Regions from separate parts of the Rattus norvegicus genome. Here region 1 is linked to region 2. The links are chromatin contacts, called in public Hi-C maps. All regions are on one chromosome and are shown on one strand. The core of a region is the stretch at or near the end of the contact, and the rest is flanking DNA. Distances in the headings are between cores, read along the strand shown.

Region 1 (2,700 bases), core at 140-2,639, 150 kb before region 2:
AGAGGCTATTTCATAGAGGCGGGGAGCTCACTGGGGCGATGCCATTCAAGGATCAGGTAAATGAGACTGAAGAGCCTTGGTTAGAGGGCTAACAGAAGCAAAGAGTGGTGAGTCACACCTCTCTCCCTGCAGCTTTTGGTGTGGTTGAGAGGAATGCAAGCCAGTTGAGGACCAGAAGGTGTGTATGCACTATACCCAGAAAGAAGCTTCTAGAAAACTGATGTTTGTGAGGGAAGGAGTTGATGTGAGCCGAGCTCTTGGTCTCCAAAGAGCTGGGGTTGAGCAGAACCCTCATGAGTGAGAAGAAGCACTGGCTGGCTAGGAGGGAAGAGAAGCCTGGCCCTGATAATGCACAACTGAAATCGGGAGTCTGAGGGCTTGTTGGAGTCCGTAGGTCGACATGACATGAAGGGTGGCTGGAAAGACCGAAAGGTCCTCATGTAAAAGACTTGAGAATCAAGCTTAGAATCTGGAAATGCAAAGTCCTTAACCAAACGACCACGTTAAATTAACATATTAATACCATGTGTCAACCAGCATGCTGGGATAACTCCACAGGCTAGAGCAGGCCTATTCTTATAAACAGCATGTTCCTCGGTAGCATGGCTGGTTGGTGCCCCTCTGTGATCTTCCTGCCATGCCACCATCAATAAAGCTTGAAACGGCAGTGCAAACTGCCCCCTGTACATTTTCTTCTCAGTAGCAATCTGAAGCCCAGGTCTCACCATCTCTGGTGAGCAGGTAGAACTCTGAGAATAATTCCCCATCAGCTCAGGTATGTCAGCCTGCATAGACTCCCGTTTGCTGAGGCTGCCCCGAGGGGAGGCTTGGCACAGCATCTAGTTCCTCCCGGAAGGCTGACTTGTGGCTTCAGCTTCTTTTCCCATCAGCTCAGCTACAGCAGGACTCTCTGGACAGCAGCTCCCGCTCTGATCATCTACTCTCCTGCCTCCATTGTCCCAGCTGAGAGCAAAACACAGACTCACAGAGCAGTCCCTCATGGGAAAAAGAAAAGCTCTTGTAACATACCCACTGAAGCTCTCTCTGGGTTTCCTTCCTAAGGCTGAGTCTCTTTTCTTACCCCCAACCCCCCAAATTAAAATTATCTACTGGAAACAGCAGGGTCAAAACTGCCAAGATTCTTGTTGGGTCCCTTGCTTGTCCTTTGTTTATTTCCCAAGTAATATGCTCACACTATGCCGTATATTCTTATGTGTGTTTGTGTATGTGTGTGTGTGTGTGTGTGTGTGTGTGTGTGTTGCACTTCTGTGTGTATAGCATGTGTGAGTGCTCATTTTAAAGCTCTGAGAAGGCATGGAGCACAGGACTCCTAAAATAAAACCCTTCTAAAGTGTCTCACATCTCTCCAAAGACCTAGAAATAAACTCCGCTTAAAAAAGCATGCCAAACAGCTGCTAGCCTTGTTTGAGATGAGCTGGGCTGGCAGCCGCGTGCCTGTAACTACCCACACAAAGTGGGGAGAGCGCTTTAAGTTGAGTCCCTGTTTCCTCTGGTGTTGGCCCCGTTCCTGTAGCAGGTTGGAGTCAACAATGGAATGACCCTTGTCTGTGTCTTACGAGGGTGGCAGAAAACCATGATATAAAAAGATGCAGGGCCTTTGCCAAGCTGAATGTCCTTGAAAGTGATGGCGTTGGTTGGTGTAACGACAGTGTTGGTGCAATGCCGTTATAAGAAAACGTGCTTGTCCTGTTAGGGGAAGGTGAGGATTAAGGCATGTATATATCATAAGACTTACTTAAAAGTACACAGGAGCACAGAAAAGCAGCAATGGAAGTCACTGCTTCTTGTCTCCCAGGGGTACCTGTGCTGAGTAATTTATGGTTTCTACCTCTGCACGGTGAGCCTGTACTGTGGTCTAGTCAGGGGCAGACTAGCAGGGTGGACTCACCCCTGCCGAGGCTTGACTTGCCTGGGCCCATATCTTATTTGTGTTCGAGGTTTTTTGGGTAGAGTTGTCATTCTGAGGAACAAGATACCTGGGGCTGTTGTAGCTCTCAGATTTCATTACAGAAGAGACTAGATGGACACTGTCTGGGGCTCTTTTGAAATGTCATTGCTTAATAGTTACTGCAGCCCTTCTGGGTTGGTTAATACTTCAGGTTCAGAGAGGAGGGGACTGGAGACAGGGAAAGACAAGTATTTAGCTCTACCCTGTGGAAGTTGAATGCAGTCATATGTGATCTCTTTGGAGCATCCTATATTTCGGACACAAAGGGTATTCCTGGATAAATCCCTCCTGCCCCACGTGGGGCATCTGCCCATTTGTTCTGCGTGTCCTGACTGCTGGTGCACCATTGAGCAACAGACTAGGTGACATTCCAACATTCCAGCCCTCCATTCTTGAACAAGTTATGAAGTGTGTGTGTGTGTGTGTGTGTGTGTGTGTGTATCCCTGAATGTATTTACCCATGCACACATGAGTATGTGTGCATGTGGATTCTAGAGGCCCATGTCGGGTATCTCCCTTTGTTTTTGAGACAGTCTCTTACTGAACCAGGAGCTCACCAACTTGGCAAGACTGGCTTGCCCTCAAGCCCAAGCCACCTGCCCTATCACTGTTTCCCAGTGTGGAGGCCACAGGCGGTCCTGCGCCCAGACTTTAATGTAGGTCCTGGGGCCGTTTCACTTGCATGATGAGCACTGACCCTCAGAGCTCTTTCTCCCATCTCCGAAACTGGG
Region 2 (2,723 bases), core at 100-2,599:
ACAATGGTCCCTGAAGACAAGGCTTTCTCTGTCCCCCAAAGAAAAGACCGTGGACAGCAGATGCTGCTAAATATCCAACCTAGAACGATGGCCCAAAGGAGGACCTTATCCAAGCAAAGGCAAGGTAGCCTTCCAACTCAGCAACTGCGGGAAGACGTCTCCGAGGGAAGTAAGGACGATGTCATAGCAAGGGTGCCAGAGGAGAAATCATAAGAGAGCCCTTCCATGGTCACTGTCTTCAGGGGACAGTGTGCTTTCAATCAGAGAGTGGCTGGCACGGCTCGAGACACACACACTTCCTAACTGCAACCTTTGATCAGCCCCAGAAACCAATTTACCAGGTCACTATATTCATTTTTATTTCTAACGAAGGGCAACCGATCGTAACAGAAAACATCGGACTGCATCTCCTACAACAGGACAAATGCTGCTGAGTTTTACTTCTGCATCCATCGGTTAGCAATGCAATGAGCATTTTATATCGTGGCTGTTGTCCCGAAAAAGTCTATAAGGTTTTAGTGATGGGGGATTCTATTTTGGGCTCATGCTAAGCCCACTCAGTTATGAATACTGTCCCTTCCTGTTCTTGGAGTCCGCACTAAAACTAAACAGAGAACGGGGTGGTACGGTCTAATTGGAGGAAGAACCACATCAGCAGGCTGTAAGTGACTGAACTGATAACAGGGGATCTGAGTCTGAGGGCACGGGCAGCTGTGCCCCTGTTTTCTCTATAGCCTCTTGCACGAACACTGGCATGTTCCCCTTTGTTTCTGGAGCACTGGGCACACAACACTGCTCAAAAGCTACTCATCCTTCAATCCCCCAGGAGCATCTCCATTTCCTATATAACCCTCGCTGTGCAGAGTGACAGCTCTCTAGAGTCAGTTGCTCCACATGCAGCTCTTGAGGCCTGGGATAAGATTTGGTCTAACTGTAGCAACCCACTCATGACAGGGCCTGTTCAACAGTTCTGGGAGAGAATACACTAAAGGGCATTGGAGGACAATGAAGGTCTAGTTCTCAGTCCCGTGTGATGCTCAAACCCTTTGTAGAAGAAACTGATTGCAGTTCATTGAACAAAAGTTATTCTAAGGAGAAAGGACTTTTAAAAAGCTCCAAGTGGGTGTTTCCAGGGAACAAACAGCTCGGAGTGTTGTATGCCTCACGGCCTAAAGGACAGGTTGACTCAAAGAACTTGTCATGTCCTTTTATAGACTGAGACTCTTGGCAAGCTGTTTAGGATATCGAGCCTGGACCTACTTTGGGGGCTCAATCTGGCTCTTGGGAAGCATAGAGGAGGCTTTTTCTAGCCTGGGCATCTTGAGAACAACCAACATGTTTAGTCCAAAGCGGTTGAGCTATATTTGAAGTCCAACCACACTGCTAACTGGAGCAGGCTGGATGCCCAGAGGGCTAGATTTGGAGAAGTGGAACCAGCCAAATCAACCAGGTTATGAAGTTGCTGCCTCCTAGGAAGCCCGGTGTACAGGGGAGGAGGGGAGGAATGGTTGTTTGTCCTCATCTCTCCTCAGGCTATCATCCCTCCATACTGAGTCTATTGTGCTGGTGTCTGTGGCAGGGCATTACAAAATCCCTGATCGTGGGAACACAAGAGATAATACTGGGCCTTGGGATGGATTCCTGGAAGCTTAAATAATGAGTGATCTGTGGGCAAATTGGTTCAAGATGCCTGACTCCGAAGGCTTACCTCTAGTCCAAATTCAAAGGATTGGTCAGTGGTTACATTTAGCTCAGGAATCCTGGCTAGCCCAATGTCCTCATTGGTGAATTTAAAGGGAGAGATAAGAACCCCTTCCTTCAGATACCCTACAACAATGTCTTCACCATTCCTGTGTTTGGCCCACAACCTCACTTCTCTGAGAGGAGGGAATGAGGAACAGCCAGGACTAGGCTGTCGGGCTCTATGGGCACTATGGTATCCAGCAGACAAGACACACTTCAGCTCCAACCCAGATTTAACAGGCCCCCCTCACCATATTCTGGCAAATGCTGAAGGAATATAAATCACCCTTGGGTTACCCTGAGCACAACATAGCCAGAAGGGTGAGTTGACAAGGTGCCCCAGGAGCAAGAAGGAAGCCATGTTTCAGGTACTCCAAAATCAGACAGGAGCAAATCGGCTTTAAAACTACCATTCGTCTTTACAGAGTCAGGCTTTTCATTCTAACATCACAGTAACGTAATCCCATCCATCTCACGTTTCTAGGAAATAAATCATGTGCGAACTTACGTCCGAAAACTGCAGCGGCACCAACAGTGCCAGCACCCACGTATTCCATTAGTCATCAGCGCATCGGTTTGAAAGCTAGGCAGGCATAGAGAGGCTGAAGACAGAGGGTACTAGGACAGGACTCCACAAGTCTGGTGGGAGCAGAAGGTCTGGAATCAGAGGTTGCTGGGATGGGACCCCATGGGCCTCAAACACTGGGAAGACATTTCCTTACCTCTCTGAATTTCAACTGTCTCACTTAAAGACCGAGAGTAATAAAGCCATTTTGCATGGTTAAATGAGGATCCATCTGCACAACATTGGGCAACAAGCAGGGATCCATAAGTGGTGATTTGTTGAGGTGTCTTGTCCTCTTAGAGAGATGTGTGCACTGAAGAGCTACCCTGTGGCTGCCTCAGAAGTTTCCCCATCACCACTGAAGGTCAAGCTCCCACGTTCGACACATCCCTGCTCTTCCCACATTCCTTCTTGC

What was found. A called contact is a pair of places that touch in the nucleus more often than the background predicts.
Region 1: a contact with region 2 is called in a Hi-C map of frontal cortex, with 2.3 times the contacts expected there. The contact joins two enhancer-like sites. A contact is called at or near these places in 4 of 12 Hi-C or Micro-C datasets (the A7r5 cell line, frontal cortex, kidney and 1 more).

What each region holds. Positions count from the first base shown.
Region 1 is chr13:106,619,185-106,621,884 of GRCr8, reverse strand. All of the region lies in intron 10 of Hhat (hedgehog acyltransferase), which reads left to right. Among named protein-coding and RNA genes, the nearest start is that of Hhat, 190 kb to the left of the region's middle. Within about 2 kb of position 1,389, at least 13 of the 93 cell types and tissues checked have an H3K27ac peak or open chromatin away from gene starts, as enhancers often do.
Region 2 is chr13:106,468,772-106,471,494 of GRCr8, reverse strand. All of the region lies in intron 9 of Kcnh1 (potassium voltage-gated channel subfamily H member 1), which reads right to left. Among named protein-coding and RNA genes, the nearest start is that of Kcnh1, 220 kb to the right of the region's middle. Within about 2 kb of position 1,349, at least 10 of the 93 cell types and tissues checked have an H3K27ac peak or open chromatin away from gene starts, as enhancers often do.